2 separate regions of the Mus musculus genome follow, and region 1 is linked to region 2. The links are chromatin contacts, called in public HiChIP or PLAC-seq maps. All regions are on one chromosome and are shown on one strand. Each heading gives the region's core, a stretch centred on a gene start, on an enhancer-like site or on the middle of the called end of the contact. The rest is flanking DNA. Distances are from core to core; before and after follow the strand shown. Region 1 overlaps Frmd6 (FERM domain containing 6). Region 2 has its middle 22 kb from the start of Tmx1.

Region 1 (5,930 bases), core at 2,959-5,458, 370 kb after region 2:
CCCTGCCTTCCTCTGCCGCTCCAACTCAGATCTCCAATCTCATCTGAGTGAGACAGAAATCAGCAAGAAGGAGAAATTTTTACATACAGTGAGGTTTGTTTTGTTTTGTTTTGTTTTTTGTTTTTAATCTTTAAAACTCCTCAGACTAGAAGAATTACTCATGAAAGTGTGGAGAGCTGAGTATTCGGAGGTGTTTCATGCCTCATTTTCTCTTGGGCTGATTTTGAGGCATGGTTCCAGTAAGTACTCACCTGCTGATGGAAATCTGTTTACAGGTCACCCAGAGTGTCTCACACAGACACCATGGTAAGGCTGGAATGAGGGGCTGCTGCCAATGGTTTATCACTAATGTTGAGAACCTGGAGGGCAGGCATCCTTGTTCCTGTGCATTGGTGGCTTGGGAAACTGCCACTCTCTACCCTCAGAGAAATCAGTCCCAAACCCTTAGGTAGATTGCGTTCAATTGGAGGATGGCTTTTGAGAGAATGACTTGTCAGGGGATTGTCTGATATGGAAACCCAAATCGAAGGTGAAATGACACTAGGTAACATTTCCAAAATGTTCTATGTGAGAAAGAATTCTCACCCAGCTCTCCACAGTAGAAAGCTCATCGTTACAGGTGATGCGATTTCTTAACTCATTCTCCATCCCCAGGTGCTGGCCTTTGAAATTGGGTCCTAGCATACACCCTAGCCTCTGAGCCATATCTCTAGTCTAGACACCCATTCGTTCATTTATTCATTCACTTGAGACAGAGTTTACCATGTAGTCCTGGCTGGCCTGGAACTCACAGAGATCTGCCTGCCTCTGCCTCCCAAGTACTGAGACTAAAGGCCATGGGCTACCACTGCCTGGCCTTATTTCCTTTTTAATTTATTTTTAAAAAATTATTTGTGCTCTGTGTGTGCGCACACAGCCATGATTCTTGTCTAGTGGTCAGAGTGGGAGTGGCTTCAGGACTGGGTTCTCTCCTTCCACTCTGGGATGCTAGGATTGAACTCAGGTTTGTGCACGAAGCTCTTTTATCCACTGAGCCCTCACTGGGTCGAGTACTTTTCTTATTTTTGGTTCTTTTGAGACAGGGTCTCTCTATGTAGGTCTGGCCATTATAGAACTAAATATGTAGATTGGGATGGCTTCAAACTCACAAAGATCTGCCTGCCTTTGATTCTCCAGTGCTGGGACTAAAGGTGTGTGCCACTGGGCTGGCAAGATGCACGCTTTTACTTAAAGCATTCAAAAGGCTTTGCTTCTGACTCAGATGAAATGGTTCTGAGGCTACGAGCAAGAGCTAGGCTTGTCCCAGTTAGGATTGATGGAGTTGATAGGGTGGTGCTGCACCACTGGTGATGGGCATTGGTCCTGCTGTGAGTGACAGCTGGCCACAGATGAGCCACCTAGCCAGTTCACCCAGGCTGAAAGTCCCTGGCTCATCCCAGGAATAAGCTGCCTTTCCGGTGTGGTCACAGCCTTATGAAAAAAGTACAGAGCTAAGGTGGGGTAGTTTCTGGTTTTGTTTGACTTGGGACTTTTAAAAACTGTAACCTTCAAGGTTGAGGCATATGGCTCCATTTTTCATGGAAGATTAAACATGTTAGTGTAGGGTGAGGTGTGATTCTGATTTCCTTCCTCCACACCCTTTAAGAACTAGACTGTAAGTCTCTCACAGCATCAGCGGGTGATTACCGCAAGAAGGAATGTGCTGTGTGGAGGGAGATGCACATCGCACTACCAGGACTCCAGTGACAGGTGGGTCAGAGCGAGGTAACTGGACTAGGCTGGTCCTGACTCACTCTTGCACTCAGTCAGCCTCTCACATACCACAGGGCACAGAGGCGCAGCACACGCCTCCGTTTCCATCCCCGTAGAAGAATAATTACATTGCCCCCGATTTGCATCTTATTTCAAAACCCTAGTAATAAGAGTTAGAGAAATAAGACCTGTGAATGGGGGGAGCCATGCAGAATGCTACCCCACAGGTAAATGCCGTTCCGTTCAAAAATAACATTCCAGCTGGCGGACCTGTCTGATTTTGGTAGTTACCTTCCAGAAGCTGAAGGAACTAAATACTGGCTACTAGGTAAGAGACAGCGTCAAGGTGAAGTTTCCCTGGGGAACAATATAAGGGCCGTAGCCTGGCTTTCCCCCATCTTCCAACAGCCACTTAACAGCGACGACACAACCCACCTTGATCTCCACAGAGCAGACCAGCTCATGAGTTTGATGACACTTTTGGGACTCTTCACCAAGGCGGGGCCGGAGCAGATGTTTTTAATGTGTCTGATAGAGACTCCCTGTGTGAAAGTAGCTATGGTGAACATTTTGTGAAGCTGTAAAAAATAGGTCAGGCACAGAGCACATACTTTTATCATTTTCCTTAAGTACTTTTAAAGCCATAAATTACAGCTCCATCTGTATATGACGGTCTCCAACTCATGTATTCAAAGCAAAATCCCCAAGGGGGTGTAAAACAAGACTTCATAGCAGTGTAAAGCTTTGTTGGACCGTTTTCCTTTGATGCCTGTAGACTGTGCTTTTGATCTTTTACTGAAAAGGGTGTCTGTCCCCAGATTACATATGCACAGGTCATGTGTATATGTATGCATGTACGAAGCCATACCTTGTGGAACTACCACATGTCTGGGTGTGTCTGTGTAACAGTGTAATCTCAGCCTCATAGTTAATATATATAGGGATAAAAGTTGAATTTCTGGCGTGTCAAAGTCTTTCTCTAGCTTCGTAAGTTTTCCCATATAATTCTATGGCTGTCAGATTTTTTTTAAAAGACATTTTATTAGCACTTGAGTATGTTTGACGTAGTCAAATGCTTCCAAATGTTTAACTTTCTATTAAATTTATAACTATTATACTTTCCAGAGAGATTTAAATTATCTCATATTCATTGCTGTTTTAAAGCAGGGAAGGAAAATCCTATAAGGAAAAGCCCAGCCCACATTGGCAGGGTCATTTGCTTAAATGACAGTTTTTTTTGCCTGTCAAGTTCCCAAGTACCACAGAGGTGAAGATTTCTCTGGTTGTACTTTGTTACAGTGTTTCTGTTTAATGTACTTTGAAACTCGAGACAGGAACACACATGTTATCACTAAATGTCTCCTAAGCTCTCACTAACACTGAGCGCCCTGGAGGTTGTTTTTCAGTCTCAAAGCTGTGATAGCAATTATGTGGTAGGTGGAATCTTTTATAATAATGTAGAATGTGATAAACTGCACACAGTTCTCAGTGGGTCCCATTGTGCAGTGTGGCAGGCTTGTATATCGTTTTAAAACTCAGCCACCAGTGTGTGGTGATTTTTGCTGTCCATACTCACTGATGTCACCTTCTAAATTGGAAGTTCACACATAGAAAAGAGCTTAAAATGTCTTATGTAATTTTTAATGCAGTTTTGAGATTAATCATTCCTTTGTCTTCCTAAACGAGTCATTCTTTATTTTTGACTGTTTTTGAACTTGTTAGTCATAGAGATTGTGTCATATCTTCCTGTTAATTTGATTTTTGCACCATTTTTGAGATTTATATTTATTCATCTTTAGCTATAGTTCACGTCTTTTCCCTGTGAGCGGTTTGAACACTGAATGCTTTACTCTTGGCAGGGGATGTCTCTGTTTCCAACTTGTATGTGTATTCCTATGAGGAACTATTTAATGATATGGAAAAAGTGGTCTTCCAAAAACAGATAGCAACTTCTCAAATGTTTCATTCCATCTTTCTTGAAGTCATTGTAACTGTGTTCTCTTTGAACAAAAGTATTTCAGGAAAAACATCAAAAAGTTAGTTTTAAATATGTGTGTGTGTGTGTGTGTGTGTGTGTGTGTGTGTATTAATGAGAATTTCACAACAAAGTTATCATTTACAAAACCATAATTCCTGTGTCAGATGGAATTGAGTGCAAGTCCCGTGAATGAAGGAATCAAAGATTTCATTGTAGAAATTAGAAGCAGATGCTTTTCGGGCCAGTGTTTTCCCTGAGAACAGCACTTTTTGTTGGCTGTGTCAGGCTGGAAGTTCATCTTGGCTGAAAGGAATTTTTGTGCCTCAGTGCTAAGCCTGCTATGACTTTTGAATGCAGAACGCTGAGGAAATAAAAGTTTCTGTGGTTTAAAATCCGTGAATTTCCAGCATTGCTTCTGCCCTCTCTGCTGACTGCCTACCCAGCCACACTATCCTGGCTTCCCTGTGGTACTAGAGGAAGTTGGTTCTACCCCCGGATGTAGAAACGGACTTGTTGCTGCTTTGATGGGGCATTGTGACCCATGACCTTTGACCCTTAGCTGAGGATCCTTGTGTGCTACCGCATTCTAGTTAATGAAGCCCCTCTGAGAGACACCACCAGCCTTCAGATGTCAAGGTGTCAGGAAGAAATCAGGTCCTAGATGACATTGTGTGCTCCTCCATCAAATCCACTTAAGTCATTAGCTTTATACATTCTCCTTAAATTACTTAATGAGTCAGGCTGTGTAAATAGTCGAGATTTGTCCTTACCCTGTGCCTTACAGTACCCTACAACACATGTTCTGTACAGAAAGGGAGTAGGACACACCCAGAGTCATACAGCTAGTAAATGACTGGTGAGTCCATCAGTGAACAGAGTCAGAACCAAGCAGTTGGCTCTAGTGTCCAAGTTTCCATTTCCCTGGGGTGGTTTTTTGGCACTTGCAATTTGGGGAATCAAACCAATGCCTTTTTTGTATGTGTATTTGTGGAGTGGGGGGTTGTTTTTTTTGTTTGTTTGGTTTGAGTTTTGTTGTTGTTGTTGTTATTGGGGGAGGGTTTGGTTTTGGTTTTGGTTTTTTTTTTTGGGGGGGGGGTTGTTTTTTGTTTTTGTTTTTTTTTCCGAGACAGGGTTTCTTTGTGTAGCCCTGGCTTGTCTTAGAACTCACTCTGTAGACCAGGCTAGCCTCAAACTCAGAAATCCACCTGCCTCTGCCTCCTAAGTGCTGGGATTAAAGGCATGTGCCACCACTCCCTGGCTTAATATGTGTATATTTTAATAAAAATTGCTGTAACAGAAATATGGAGACTTTTTAAATACTCTTTGTTGAGAGTATTGGGGATGTGTTTTGAGGAAAAGACAAGATGTAATCATTGTGTCTATACTCTTGTAGATATTAAAAAAGCTGTGGTCAGTACTGAATATCCATAGAGGAAAAAGGATTTATTTATTTATTTGTTTGCTTGCTTGCTTGATTATTCGTTAGTGTTTGAGACAGGGTCCCACTCTGTAGCCAGGCTGCCCTATAATTCACTGTGTAGTTCAGGCAGGGGCTGAAACACTCAACCACTCAACAACCTTCCTGCCTCAGCTGACTGAATGTTAGGATTACAGTTATGAGCCAAAGGCTGTTTAAGGAACATAATATCACTTAATCACTAAGGAATTTCTTTGCTTTCTTTTTTTTTTTTTTTTTTTTTTTTTTTTGGCTAGCAAGTCTAAAATAAATTCAGCAAGTCTCACAGGGGTTCCCAGTGAGTCTTCAGCAGGTCTCAGCAAGGTTCCCAGTGTAGCAGGGGAGCTGTTCCAAGCATTAGCAAGCTAATAAAAACCTGTCCCAGCCAAAGGACGAGCTCCCCGCTGACCAGGAGCAGAGGCAGCAGCTGCTGACAGCCAGGGACCAGGAGACAGGCTTCCTAGACCTGCACCTGCACTGTCTAGGGAGCAGGAAGGATGGGGTTTGTTTTCTTGAAGAAGTTGGCAGATGGGACAGGATGCGAGGGAGGATGTTCTGGGCAGAGGAAACAGCTTGGTAAAAGCAAAAGAAAGGCAGTGAAATGAGTCGCAGTGACCCAGAACATGAGTGACGGAGGACCACAGTGCCTAGGCTGTCGTGTGTTCCAGAGAATCACTACAGGTGCAAACACATGCATTATTCATGGCCAGAGGTACAGGTTGGTAACAGAGTAGCAGGAAGTCC
Region 2 (6,071 bases), core at 3,549-6,048:
CTGACTGTTATTCCATGTTGTATCATTTTTCCTTATCCATTCATCCATTGATGGGCAGTTAGGTTGGTTCTGTTTCCTTGCATATAAACATGGAGGCACAAATTTCTCTGTGATAGAGTATAGAATTCTCTGGATATGCACCTAGGAGTAAAATAGTTGAGCCATGTGATACCTTGACATACCAGATAATTTGAAACAATACGAGAATTCATATGGAATCAGCAAAGACCATGAGCAGCCAGTGAAATTCTAAGGGGTAAGAGGATTGCTGGGGACTCGACCTCAAATTATACTGTAGAGCCATAGTGACCTAGATGACCTGATACTGGCGTATAATCAGACAGATACACCAAGGGGGTAGAATAACAAAGATGTGCCTACTTAATTTTTGACAAAGGAGATCAAAACCCACATTGGGGAAAATACAGCCTATTCAACAAATTGTGCAGGCAAAACTGGCTATCTACCTCCAGAAGAAATACAGTTAGGTTTATCTTTCACCTTGTATAAAAATCAGTTCAAAATGGATCAAAGATCTTAGTTTAAAACCTGCAATGCTGAAACTTGCAGGGAACAGAGAGAGTACCAGTCAAGACACTGGGGTAGGCAAGAATTTTCTGAATAGAGCTTCAGTAACATAGGACCTAGCCCCAGATGTCAGCAGATAGAACTACATGAATGTAGAAAGGGGTAGTTCATCAAAGGATATGCTTAGTCAGCAGAGCACAGACAGCAGGGGAAAACATAGACAAGGAACTAACATCCAGAATTTACCAAGAATTGTGCAAATTAAGCATCAAGGAAATAAAACTACCAGTCAGCAAATGGACTAAAGAATAGACATTTTCCAAAGAAAGAATCAAATACAAAAGGCCAGTAACTATTTTAAAGGATGTTCAATATCCCTAGCCATTAAGGAAATACAAATTAAAACTACTTTTAGACATCACCTTATCCCACTCAGGATAGTTATGATCAAGAAATCTTACAATAGCCAGACAGTAGTATACTAGTTCCAGCACTCAGTAGGCAGAGGCAAGGCAGATCTTTGAGTGTAAGTTCAGCCTGGTCTACAAATCGAGTTCCAGGACAGCGAAGGCTACACAGAGAAGCCCTATCTCAAACAAACAACAAACAAACAAACAAACACCAGTCATCATTGGAGAGGATGTGGGGAGGGAGGGGGGTCCTTGATCACTGCTGGTGATGGTGCAAACCAAGGCAGGCGTGTGTGAGTCATCAATTTGGAGATCAATATAAAGATACCAGATGTAAGTGTGGTAAGTTCACTGAGACCTTTAAAGCAGCAGCATGTTGTCTGTACCAGTTGTTCAGCCTTTGGGTCGTGGCCCCTTTGGAATGAATGACCCTTTCACAGGAGTCACATATCAGATATCCCGCATATCGGACATTTACATATCTACATATAACGCTAGCAAAAATAGTCACGAAGTAGCAACCATAAAATGTCTAGGACTCACCACAACACAAACTGAATTAAAAGCTTGCAGCATTAGGAAGGTTGAGAACCGCTGTTCTATATTGTCTTCAAAAATGCCGTTATTAAATCCGATGGACTTTTTTTCTGCTTAGCATCCTGAATCTCCTGGTGGGATGAGTTCTGGCCTTCACAGTACTTACCCACCTCTGAGTCTTAGAAGCCAGGTTAAGCCAGTTTCTTCCTGAGTGACTTGTGGTTTGCACTCCGGTTAGAATCTGTCCCCATCTCTTTCCCTACACTATTAAAGACTCTTTGGGGCTTTTTGATCTGAGGATTTTAATCATCTATCATTTTAGGAAACTTTTTAGTCCTTATGTAATTGAATATTGTCTCTTCCTTAAAAATCTCTCTTTCTTCCGACCTTACTAGATTAATGTTAAACATTGTGTGCCCTTGGTTTCTATTTGATTCTTTTATACATCTTTCTTCTCTTTACTTCCTTCTAAGTAATTTCCTCAGAACTATTTTCAAATTCATTAATTCCTTCTTCAACCATACCCGATCTTCTGTTTGTGCTCTCTCTCTCTCTCTCTCTGTTTCTGAATTCAGTGATAGAGTTTACATTTCTAGACACTCTGTTAGTGAGATAAGCCCATTCCTGCTTCTCACGTGTAAACACAGGGAGCCTGAGACCTCCCGTTCTTTTCTGCAGTCATTGTCTCTGGTGCTGGTTTCTGCTGGGCTCTGTCAGCCATGTGATTGGCTCCCTCTTGTGTATCTGGAACTCTGGCTGGAAGCTCTCATTTACTAATGTGTAAATCCATGGAGGCCTGAATTCCAGGGGTGCCCCTCTGGTCCATGTGTGATGCCCTAGAATTTGCATTCACTTCTACCAGTCATGTTTTCACTTGACAATTTCCACTCCCAAGAATGGGCAGAATTTTGCCCTTGTGTACAGGCCAGACTGAATGGGCACCTTTTCCTAGCCCATAGCGTGAGTAAATGTGCGGTTCTTGTCTGCCTTGGCACCCCAGTGCCTTTCTCCAGTAAACTAAAGCCTACCCGGCAGCTCTAAGGACAGCTGCCCACTTCACTTCTTGGTCCCTGCGGAGTTTCTCAAGTGACTCTATTCATGACTTTAGAGCGATTTTTAAAAATTACCCGAGCCAGGTGTAGTGGCGCATGCCTTTAATCCCAGCACTTGGCAAATCCCTGTGAATTCAAGGCCAACCTGGTCTACAGAGTGTTCCACGACAGGACAGCCAGGGCTGTATAGTCAGACCCTGTCGGGAGTGGGGCAGTGGGGGTGGGGTGGGGAGTGGAGAGGATACACAAATTGTTTGGCTGTGTCTACCTTAGTAGTCTTTTTAGGTTTCCCTCTTACTAAATATAGTACCTGGAACAGAAGTGCTTTTTTTGGTGTAATGATTTTGTACTTTAAAAAGCTGCTTTCCTTTTAGTATTTTGCAAACATTGAACATAAATAAAACTTATTATACAAGGTAACTCTTTTGTTACACTGGGGAATCTACAAACCAGGGCATAAGGATAATAATGTCATGAACGTGTGATGAGTTTAACTTAACCTCTGCATCCTGAAGTTAAAGACAATGCTTTTGTTTCTCCCTTTGGCTAGGAACTATTGCTAAGCCAGCTGAGGGTTTGTATCCCTGCTTTCTACTCAACCAGCTCTTAGCTCCAATTGATAAAGTCTTCTTTTAGGGAAAATTTAAAATATGAGGTGTTATAAGTGCATAAATGCTGGGGTTTTTACTTCTATGTATACCTTCTATAAAATTAGCCCTTAAGTGTTTTATTCTGGTATGTCCCGCCTGTGGCCTGTGGGTCACATGTGTCCCAGGATAGCTATGAATGTGTCTCAACATTTGTAGATAGCAGTGTGACGTGATTGAACACACATGTAGAGAGTGACTTTCCTCAAGGCAGGAGAAAATTGTAAAGAAAATTCTTGACAGCTGCCTTCTGAAGAAATTTAGGTATAACAGAGGGCAATTTGGTAAAAATAATTAACGGGATTAATTAATTAAACAAAAATAATTTTGTTTAATCTGGGAAAAGGTACATTTGTAATTAGCTTTCTTGCTGAGGGAAGATTGATATTAGGAAAACTTTCATTCATTTGGCAAGATGCAAGCCTTGTTTATTTGTATAGACCAGCAGAGTCGGGGTTTTGAATTATGTATGATCTAGCCGTCAGTATGGCTTGAGTCCCCTTAATTTGTGTGGAGTTTTACATATGTTTATTTATGGTCATGTATTTTTCTAGCACTCATCTTTCCTTGGTCCTAGGGTCCTGTGCTGGCTACTTTTATGTCAACTTGACACAAGCTAGAGTCATCAGGGGAGGGAGTCTCAATTGAGAAAATGGCTTTATCAGATCCTACTGTAGGGCATTCTCTTAGTGATTGGTGGAGGAGGACCCAGCCCATTGTGGGTGATGCCATCCCTGGGCTGGTGGTCCTGGGTTCTATAAGCAAGCAGGCTGAGCAAGGTATATGAAGCAAGCCAGTAAGCAGCATTCCGTTTTGAGTTCCTGTTCTGACACTCCTCCAGGGATGAGCAGTGAAGTGTAAGCCAGATAAATAAACCCTTTACTCCACAGTTTGCTTTTGGTCATTTTTTTTTTAATTATAGCAATATTAACCCTAACTAAGACAGGTCCTTCTGGCTGGGTTTATTGTACAATACACAAGGTGGGTTAGTGGGTGTTAGAGTTTGCTGTTTAAGAGAATGTTTCAGGAAAAACTTTTTTTCCTTAGAGAGTTCATCCTAAGGAAAACTGAAAGCAGTAGATGGAAGTGATGTGCCCTGGGAGTCCGCATGCTGAGGGAGCACACGTAATGGTCTTGATGTGTCACCCTCTCTGGTGTGTTAACTTGAGTCTGTTTCACTTTACAGTAAAATTCTCCATCTCTTTGTCATTCTCTCTTTCTCCCTCCCTCCCTCCCTCTCTCCCTCTGTTTCTCTGTCTTTGTCTCTGTCTGTCTGTCTGTCTGTCTGTCTGTCTGTCTGTCTGTCTCGGTATGAGTGTGTGTGTGTGTGTGTGTGTGTGTGTGTGTGTGTGTGTGTGTGTGTGTTAGTGTATATGTGTGTATATTATACTTAGGAAGTGTCTTTCATCATAGAAGGAGCCCTCTGACTCAATTACCCTCAGATCTTTGCCTGGTCCCTTGAAAACCACATTTAGTGTGCTATGCTTCGTGGCTGTCCCCAGCTGCTATTTATTGTTTGTTTGCTTGTTTGTTTGTTTTTTTCCCCCAAGGCAATAAGGAACTTGGGCACTGACTAACTAAACGCTAACTCCATAGTTCCTGTTTTGTTTTTCTTCAGGGAAATAGCTAACCTCGATGACAAGCAGGCATTACTGTCAGGACAGGAAGCCCTGGGCACCTGGAGGCGGAGCTCAGTGCTAGAGTTTGCCCAGCACCTGGCCAACACCACAGGAAAGGAAGAAAAACTGAACAAGGAGAAGAAGCAAAGCTTCGCACTTCAGGCACAGAGCGCCTGGGCGTGGCTGCGGAGAGCAGACAGGCAGCTTGCGCTGTTCAGATCGAGCAGCAGAAAGGATAACTGATACTTCGTGCTTCTCTTGGATTCCACTCAAAACAAATGGGCACACTGTCTACTATTTAACTCGGGAAATCTCTCCAGGGAGAAAACGCAGCATAAATAAAGTTTTCAAACTAGATCAAAATGTCCTTTTTCATCATTGTTGATCCCCAGTGACAGGCTGCTTTAGGGAGCACAAGAAGGCAGGGGGCAGTGCTGAGGTGTCTGTTTGTTTGGGTGGCAAATAAATAAATAATTAAAATAAAAGTACAACTTGACTTACTTCCTAAGTTTTCTCTCCCTGACCGTAGAAAGCCCTCTTGGCCCGTGTTCTCAGTCCCACACCGGAATCTGGAACAGTTTTTTCATAATGGAGTAGAATTGTCAGATTCAGTCTGCCGTAGTAATGGATATTTTGTGGGTTTTGTGAGTACTCCCACTGATTGGCTCTAAGGGATAGCCTGTATCACTTTCTTCGCTTGAGCCTCCATGATCCCTCTCTACAGTCCCTGAGACAAGGGTGAGTGAGCAAGTAGGTCATGTGGAAGTGATCCCATTAAGCTAGGCTGAGAGCGCAAAGGAGCAGAACGGGCCCCAGGGGGCAGTACTGAGATCTATTGCCGAGTTGGTTTCTGTGTGGCTGACAACTACTCAGTTATTGATGGGAGATAGTCTTCCAGTTTTTCTCAGAACTGTTTGCCTGGGAAACAAGGCTGGAAAATATTTAGATGTTGTGTTCTGCCTCCTGTTGGCTAACCTTAGCCATTGCAGGCACCGAGTACAAGAAGTGGAACCAAAACGATCTATGGAAAGTCTTGGTGGTGGATAACAGATGCCCCACAAAATGCGGCGACGTTAATGTGAGTCCGATGAATTCTGAGCGCACAGTATGCCTTCGGTGACTATTTACTGCACCGGAAGCTATATATCTGTGAAGAAAGAAACCACTCATTATCATCCCCGTTTTCACAGATCTGCCAAGGATACGTGGGCTAGGTTTTATTTTCTGATACTTTAACAAGATATTATTCTACTGACTGGAGATAGCTTTCAGCACTCT

The links. HiChIP or PLAC-seq counts read pairs in DNA pulled down with a chosen protein or histone mark.
Region 1: a contact with region 2 is called in an H3K4me3 HiChIP or PLAC-seq map of bone marrow-derived macrophages, with 4 times the contacts expected there. The contact joins two enhancer-like sites. A contact is called at or near these places in 1 of 15 datasets of contacts at CTCF or cohesin (the NIH/3T3 cell line), 1 of 484 Hi-C or Micro-C datasets (bone marrow-derived macrophages), 2 of 115 datasets of contacts at active chromatin or transcription factors (bone marrow-derived macrophages and large pre-B cells) and 1 of 9 other capture datasets (embryonic stem cells).

Annotation. Positions count from the first base shown.
Region 1 is chr12:70,847,498-70,853,427 of GRCm38.p6, forward strand. The region is part of intron 1 of Frmd6 (FERM domain containing 6); the gene reads left to right. Among named protein-coding and RNA genes, the nearest start is that of Frmd6, 25 kb to the left of the region's middle. Within about 2 kb of position 4,209, at least 38 of the 459 cell types and tissues checked have an H3K27ac peak or open chromatin away from gene starts, as enhancers often do. A contact at or near this core is called in bone marrow-derived macrophages, where this site is marked.
Region 2 is chr12:70,472,158-70,478,228 of GRCm38.p6, forward strand. No RefSeq gene overlaps it. Among named protein-coding and RNA genes, the nearest start is that of Tmx1, 22 kb to the left of the region's middle. Within about 2 kb of position 4,799, at least 53 of the 459 cell types and tissues checked have an H3K27ac peak or open chromatin away from gene starts, as enhancers often do. A contact at or near this core is called in bone marrow-derived macrophages, where this site is marked.